2 separate regions of the Canis lupus genome follow, and region 2 is linked to region 1. Evidence: chromatin contacts called from public Hi-C data. All regions are on one chromosome and are shown on one strand. The core of a region is the stretch at or near the end of the contact, and the rest is flanking DNA. Distances in the headings are between cores, read along the strand shown. Region 1 holds the start of MILR1 (allergin-1). Region 2 overlaps TEX2 (testis-expressed protein 2).

Region 1 (4,145 bases), core at 915-3,414:
TGTGAAGAGAAATTCTCTATTTATTTGAGACTACACGTTATCCAATGGCCATCTATTTCAAGGAATTTATTGGAAAAGTTCAGTTCAAAATTTTGGAAATTACGGGAATGATTTGATTAACAATTTGCATACAAACGTGTATGGCTTAGTTTACTTAGAGATAAAACAGGGGTGGTGGTGGGATATAGTTTAAAATTTTTGATCTGTTAATTGAGTTATGTATTTACATTATTCTGCTGGTTGTTTTTTTGTTTTGTTTTGTTGTTTTTTGTTTTTGTGTGGGTTTTGTTTTGTTTTGTCTTTTGGTTGTTAAATATTTTTAATACCTCTGCATACCTCATAGAGATTTTATAAGGATTAAATGAGATTATCAGTGTAAAGCTCTTAGCCAACAGAAAGGAATATAACTAACTTTATTCTTAGTAAACGTAACAGGTCCATGGATAAACTTCTTTTTTTTTCCATTTGAGACTTCACTCTTGATTTATTCTGTAACCTTCGACAAATTACTTTCTTTTTCTGGTGTCTCGCTAAAGCCCTCCTAGCAACTAGTGTTTGCTGGCAGCTGTAAGTAGCACTTCCTCTGCTCTGGTTTTCTCTGCTCTCTTTGTGTCCAAGCTGTGGTCTGCAAATTTCCTGACCCAGCTGAATTTCACATGGGGAAAATGCCCCAGACACATCAGCTTTTCTGAAAGTCCCCCCTTAATCACCCCCCACCTTGTTCCTTCTGGGCATTAAAGTTCCCCAGGGCTAGCCCCGCCGCCCTACCCAGGCAAGGATGCAGAAGATGTTGGTGAGAAAGTGGCAAAGCAGCAATGCCTACAAAACTTCCAATTTCTTCTGGCAAAAATTCTGATATTAAGGATCACTTCCCCAGAGATTCAACTTGTGAGGTTCTTTCCCTCCCACTCTTTAGTGAGAGAAATTATCACCAATATCATATTCTCATGTGAAAAATCACTGACAATCACTGAGGGTTGTGCTTTTTAGAAGAGTAGGTGCTGAAACAGTAACCTTTACTGTCAGAAGGGAAGAAAGGCCTTCTAGGCACTAATAGTTACCCAATGATTTGCCTCTAGACAGTGGTGGCCGAGTGGCAGACCGTGGCTTTGCTCAGTCCCCCAGCGGTGGCCAGGTATGGACCTAGAATGACTGACCTCCAGAGGATGAGATCTAGAGAGCCCAAGCAAGGAGTAATTCTGTGAGTGAATACAGGAGTTTGGACAATGTCCCAGAAGAATATGTACCTGGGCAGGGAATTGGCTTCTCCGCAGAGAGGATAGCTGTCCACAGGAAAGTGCAAGACCTATAGGGTAGGCCAACAGAAATCATTACCAAAGTGACCTGGCTAGGTCATAGCTCCTTCCACTTGGGAAGCCCCTCAACACTTTCCATTTTCCACTTCAGACTGGTGACACTGGAATATGTGGCTTTACTTCTGCATACATATCACAGAGCCAGGGGAATTCTAGACTGAGTAGAAGTGAATCACAAGCCCCTCTGGATTGTGATGTAGAGACTCTGATACTGCTAGGCCCTTCTTATAATTCAGAGCCCCTGGTTTTATCTCTTTTTTTTTTTTTTTTTTTTTTTAAAATTTTTATTTATTTATGATAGTCACAGAGAGAGAGAGAGAGGCAGAGACACAGGCAGAGGGAGAAGCAGGCTCCATGCACCGGGAGCCCGACGTGGGATTCGATCCCGGGTCTCCAGGATCGTGCCCCGGGCCAAAGGCAGGCGCCATACCGCTGCGCCACCCAGGGATCCCCCCTGGTTTTATCTCTATTAAGTGTGGAGTGGGGCCTAGGAATCGGCATGTAACAGGCATTTCTGATGCCTTGTTTGTGTATATCTACTCCAGACAGTCAGTATTTGCTTCCCAAAACTAAACCAAACTTCCACTAAATTCTTTTTGATATAGGCCGAATCCAGAGAGAGATGATCAGAGACATCTGATTCACAAAGACAATATCACAGTCAAATTTTTCCTTCTTCTTCCCACTGTCCAGCTTTCCAGACAGCCAGAGTTAGGGCAACCTATCACATCTCTCTCTTTTTGTATAAGAACTCATTGAGGGAACACAGGTTGGTCAAACCACCCAGTCATATTGTTTTAAGCTTGTCCCAGCAACTCTAATTTCTTTAACTTGGCCAAAAAAGAGGAAGTCCCTGAATGACTCACCACCCTGGGGCCACCACGCCTCCTTTGCCCCCCTCTCTGATTTCTTCTGACAGAATATGGAGTCATTTGAATAAACTGTTCTTTTGGGGCTTCTTTTCTTCTCCCACATGTAAGGCTTATTTACCATTTTGAAGCTTGCATCTCCAAACCAACGTGATGTGGAAAAGGAGTTTTCTCGCGTTCCTTTTCTCTCTTTCACTTCAAAAAGCTGCTCTGGATTGTGAGACAAGAGGAATAAACAGTAAGTTTCATTTACTTCCTTCTCTCTTTTACGGAAACCATTTTCACCGACACAGTGGGGATGGTCAACTTTCAACACGACTGTTCATGAATAAGTCTTTCTATGCTTTTAGATGAGCAACCAGAGTCAAGTCTTCTCAAAAACCTACAGTTTAAAATGATGAGATGTGAAGCAGGGAGTTGAAGCCTCTTTCCTGAGATTTGGAGATAAATATTGAGATTGTTTTTACAAAGAAATATTTTTCTTTCTTTCTAGGTTGTTTTTTAAAGATTTATTTATGTATTTTAGAGAGAGTGTGTGTGTGAACAGGGAGAGGGGCAGAAGGAGAGGGAGAGAGAAAATCTCAAGTAGACTCCCCACTGGAGCACAGAGCCGGATGTGGGGCTCCATCCCAGAACCTGGAGATCATGACCTGAGCCAAAATCAAGAGTTGTCAAGGTTAACCAACTGAACCAGCCAGGTGTCCCTGCTGTTGTTGTTTCTTTTAATGTAGAAAATCAACACGTAATCATTGTAAAATAATTCAAGCAACAAAATAAAAATATATACTGAGAGGCAGTTTATCATCATAGAGCTAGACCAGCCAGGGTCATGGTCCTAACCCTGGTTCTACCATTTTCCAGCAGGAAGCCTGGGTGCATGATGCAACCACTTAATCTCTTTCCTTTGTGATGTTGGGAAAATAAAAGCACCTAGGGGAGGGTTCTTGTCAGGACTGAGTGAGACAAGCCATGTCCCTCAGTACAGTGTTTGGTGTATGGTGAGCCGTCAATAAATGCTAGGCCAGGTTGTTGTTACTATATGAAATATGAAAGTGCTGTGATACCCTACAGTTCTCTTCCACTTCCAGAAGCAACCACTATTAACAGTCATTCATTCTCTGTTCAGTACCATAGTAAACAAACCCTTCATGACTTGTCCTTTTTTTAGATAACAATAATCACAGACATCCTTGTAAGCAGTAGATGTAGACTTGGCTCCTTTTTCATGGTGCTTGGTAATATGACTCAGCCATAGTTGACGTAACCATCCCCCTTACTGATTGTTCCATTTTTTTCTTTGTAATGTAAACAACACTGCAATAAACATCATCGTACAAAACATCCTTTGCGGACTCATGAGAGGATGAGAGCATCTCTGGAGATTAAAATCCTAGAGGTGAAATTGCCAGGTCAAAGGCCATGTACATCTGAATTGCTAGGTTGCCCTCCCAACACTCTGAACCCGTCACCATGACTACTCACATAAGCAAGTGTTTCCCATGCCTCTCCAACAGCAGAGACAATCCATTTGTAAATGTGTCCCAATCTGATGAATAAAGACCAGTATCTCAGTGTCGTTGTAATTTGTAGTTGTCTCATTACTTGTGAGGTTGAGCATCTTTTTCATGTTTATTAGTCATGAACACTCAGTTCCACAGAGAGGAAATGGAAGAGAGGAGAGACTGTGTCTTGAAGCTAAGTTATGTAACACTGAAAAAATGTTAGTGGAAAGGGAGGTATCCATGGCATTTCTGAGGGGCTTAAGCCCCTTCTCCACCCAAGTCATCCCTTGGCCCTCACATATTTAATGGCTCTCTGCATTCATTCTTCTGGGAATTACCTATTCATATTATTTATCCATTTATTTGTCTTTTTCTTATTCATTTGCCATTGACTTACATGTATAAAAAGAATCCTTCACTTTCATTTATGTGTTAAGTATTTCTTTTTAGGCTGTCAC
Region 2 (4,264 bases), core at 1,102-3,601, 220 kb before region 1:
CCTGACTGCACAGGTAGCCTGTTCCCCATCCACGCAGCACTAAAAAAGCTGCCTTGAGATCTGGGACTGCAGTGAAACCTGCTGAGCCACCATCCCCTCCTGTCCCCCCCACTGGTATTTGTCATCTGGCAGCCTCCAGACTTGAAGCAAAAGATGCCAAAGGCTGAGCACTGCAGAGAGCTCTCAGGTTCCCAAATTAATCCTCTGCAGGATAGAGAACAGGATAAATTTTTGTGGCTGAAGTTAATAATTTAGACAATGCCCTATCAGTTAAAGTAGATTAGGTGACATGAAATTCTGATTTTGACCAAACAGTACCTCTATGTGGCACCCAATACTTAACTAATTAAATGGGTAACTAAATGTTTGGCTGTTACTCAGTTTTATAACTGAACATGCATTTTATGATATCATGATGTCAGTATGAACTTCAGAGAAAAATACACTGCACATTCTTAAATAAGGTGTGCTAAACATAATAAGCCTAATTTTTAAAAATGCTTCTTAGAATCCAGCTATGATATCCTTTCAAAGAGCCACCTTAAAGGGCTAATTCTAGTTTTGCTGCCTCTGCTAAAAATCTATTTGGATATGAACTTGGAGTCAGATACATAAGAAAAAGTGAATTAAGCACAGCCCTGGTGGCTCAGCGGTTTAGCACTGCCTTCAGCCCAGGGCGTGATCCCAGAGTCCTGGGATCGAGTCCCACGTCAGGCTCCCTGCAAGGAGCCTGCTTCTCCCTCTGCCTGTGTCTCTGTCTCTGTCTCTCTCATGAATAAATAAAATCCTAAAAAAAAAAAAAAAAAAAAAAAAAAAGGATGCATAATTAGATTAAACAGCACAGTGAGGTGGCCACACAGGAGAATGTATTTTCTTGGGAGTGAAATTGGCACCATTCATTTGCCACAGACATGCATGTGCGTATACCCACAGAGCGAGACCAAGTCACAGTGTGGGCTGCAGGCACTTGGCTCACAAAACACAGGAGCTTCAGGGTTGTGGTGGTTGGGAGTATACTGTGACCTAGGGACCCAATTCAGAGGTCACAATGGCCCCCCTATGGGGACTGTCCCACCAGACCCAGGCTGCAGTGGAAGAACATGAACTGGCCAAGTGCCTCCAAAGCCACAGTTCCTTTAGAGAGCAGCCAGCCTGTAAAAAATTCCCCTTACTGACTCACTCTGGTCCTCTTCAAGTCACTTCCTAAAGTTACTACCTGAATTCCACTTTGAGCACCTTATTGCCCCAAGGTGATGTAAACTACAATATGTAAGAGGGTGGCTATTTGGGAAATAGAGACTAAAGGAAAAATGTCTACAGATATAAAGACATATTTCAGAGAAAGGACTTCACTAGAATAAAGCAACACAGATTGGCATTTCTCACTATCATCCTCAGGATAATAACGTGAGGACATGAACAAACTTTCTAACAATAAGTGGGGCTTCTCACAGGTTGAGCAGCTTCTTCTAGAGACTCCCCAGGCCACAGTCATTTGCACACTTGAAGGGGACTGAAAAGAAAGCCATGAAACAAAGCAGAGGCCCAGCCACAGCCTCCACTTTGGAGAGATTTGCCAATAAGGAATTTCGGTCTCTCAGTATTTAGACTTAGGGGGATTCTGATGTGCTCATGATTGAGGAAGTGATGAAGTGGGTTCTAGAATCTCTTCTGGGATTAGGTTCTTAGTTATGGATGGGCTTTCAGAGGCTCTCAGTGCTCCCAGAAATTGTGAGTCAAAACCGTACAGGTATAGACATTTTCAGGGAGGATCCAGAACTCCTGAATTCCTAAAGGGGTCCTTTATATATATATATATAAAGTTAAAGATCTATCTTTCTAGGCCTTTTTCTCTCAAATGAAGTACTTGGAATGGGTTTTTTCCCTTGCTTTTAAAATTAAATGACAGCCAATTACCCATCAACATATAACGTAACACCATAGGAAGAGGCAAAACATTTTATACCCGCTCTACTAGGACAAAAATGGTACTTCAGAAGTATATTACAAAATATACCATCATATTCCAAAAGCAGAGGATTTTTTTTTCATGTAGTCTGGAGAAGCACTGCTTACTCAGAAACATGCCCATCCTCTTTGATCAGCCAAGGTTTATGAACTTGAAATTGTGCCAAGAGAGTCACATGAACGTGGCACACCTAAATGGCCAAGATCTCAGGGACCTGGCTGTGTTGGGGCCCCGTCTGCTACCCAAGACACCCCTTTCTAAGGAGTCCAGTCACCCTGTGCTGTTGAGAATGGACTCCTTCCACAAGGCTTCTGACATTTGCTCTGTCCTCTCCTGTATAGTTAGAACTCACTTTCAAGGCTGCTTCTGCCCATGGTGCTTTGTCTTACAGGCTGGGCAGCTAATACACAGCTGTGCATGGCAGTGGGGTGGGGGCGTCCAGACACAGGAAATTGAGTCTGATTAGAGAACTAGATCAAAACACCAGCAACTCAGATGAGGGAAGTTGGCAAGACTTTCCCTCCCAGGAAAGCCTCTTATGTACTCTGACCTCAATCCTCTTAGGTCTACAAACTGAGCCTTTATGTTCAGGGACATGATGAAACGACAAGCTTCCTAGTGGCGTCACATGGGACCAAACAAGACTCAGCACCTACAGGGTATGAAATGCTACATGGAGAGTTGATAAACACCACTCACCAGAAAATACAATCCACAGATTGCCGAATCCAAACACATTTTAACAAATAGCAGAAAAGTGAAAGGAAAACAGCACAGATACAGGTTAGATTGCATACAGGTAGGGAAATTCTCCAATTGTTAAAATAACATTTCATTAAGTAACTGGGAGAAATCAGAATAATCTAAGTAAAAGCACATTCTCAAATGTCTAACCATCCCCCCCTCTGCCAATCTGCTATGACCATATGTATGAATACAAGCACTAGGTCAGCATCATAACCAAGCAAAAATCTAAGAGTCTGTGTGTCTTATATATAGACCCTGCGAAGGTGGCTCCTTGTGGGGTTTTTCTGTCATTGTACTGTTAATTCCATGCCAACAGATAAAAATGTGAGAAGTAGACTCTAATCAGTATTTTTAGTTTGGTCAAAACAATAATATAAAGGAGTATTTTAAGGTGTATGGAAAACTAAAGTTCCAATTTATCCATTCTAGGCCTCTAAGGGGGAAAAAATAAACCTTTATTACCTATCTCACGAATTTGAAATATTTACTAAATCAAACAAACTGTGGGCAGCAGATGCAATATCTTCTACAAAGAGGAATTTACTAAGTAAATCAATATTTTATTATTTAAGGAAAATACATCTCAAAACACTTTAGAAGCACCCTGTTGGCTACAAGATCAATTGAAATAATTTAGACTTTATGATTAAAGCAGATGGACCGACCCCCCCCCCCCCCCCGCCCCCTCCAGGGACCTTAGCCTTCCCACACAATGCTGTTTGTGGCTGCAAGTTGACAGAGGAAGTTTCTGAATGAGGATTCTTTTCACAGAGCATTTTCTTGTGCAGATGAGCCTGCCCTACTGGTCTGAGTCAATGATGCTTTCTGAATAATTGCTCTGTGTGCCCCCCTGGCAGCAATGAGGCCAAAAGGTGCTGAGCAGAGGTGGGGACTCCCAGTCTTGGGGAGATGGAAGTCGGGAACCCCTCCCTGAAATCCTCTGTGGTCCAGAAGTACTTGCATGGAAGCTCACTCAACATCCGAGGCTATTACACATCCAAGTTGCTTCCCAAAGGCTAGAGGAAGAGGTTGGTTCCCCGGGGATGGGTTAGTAAATTTGTATGGCCCCTTACCCTTCTTTGCCAATTTCTCCAACCTTCAGGGCTTCAACAAGAGGCTCTTTACCTAGTTTGGTCAAATTCATTTTGGTCTCGAGAGTCATCAGAAAGGACCCATTGTAGGACATTTCCAAATCAATCCACAGTCCTGGAGAGAGAAACAGTGAAAAAACAGAAGGTTCCCATCCCTGCCAAAAACACGACTATAAGTGACAATATAAAAACTTACATTTTAAGGTACTGAAGTAGGTATCACATTGAAAGCCTGTAGATTTATATTGCCTGTACTATCAATGCATGCAACAGGAGGTCATGTAAAGAAAAGCTCCTGGAAATGGTTCAAGTGTTTGTCACTTTGCCAACATGTGAATATCCATTAAAATGGTGAGCTCAGTGCAACCTGTCAGTCCTGGAATGGTCCTGTTCTCTGGGTTTTTCTCGCATTTATTTATTTAATTTTAAAAATGATTTTATTTATTTATTCATGAGA

What was found. A called contact is a pair of places that touch in the nucleus more often than the background predicts.
Region 2: a Hi-C map of skin fibroblasts shows a contact between it and region 1, with 2.7 times the contacts expected there. The contact joins the enhancer-like site here to the promoter of MILR1 in region 1. A contact is called at or near these places in 4 of 9 Hi-C or Micro-C datasets (amygdala, blood and skin fibroblasts).

The regions. Positions count from the first base shown.
Region 1 is chr9:14,672,046-14,676,190 of UU_Cfam_GSD_1.0, reverse strand. It overlaps MILR1 (allergin-1), which reads left to right and starts at 2,164. Exons shown (of 7, transcript XM_038546858.1): 1 at 2,164-2,423. The coding sequence starts at 2,339.
Region 2 is chr9:14,887,313-14,891,576 of UU_Cfam_GSD_1.0, reverse strand. It overlaps TEX2 (testis-expressed protein 2), which reads right to left. Exons shown (of 14, transcript XM_038546863.1): 10 at 3,790-3,922. Among named protein-coding and RNA genes, the nearest start is that of ERN1, 29 kb to the left of the region's middle. Within about 2 kb of position 2,351, at least 3 of the 20 cell types and tissues checked have an H3K27ac peak or open chromatin away from gene starts, as enhancers often do.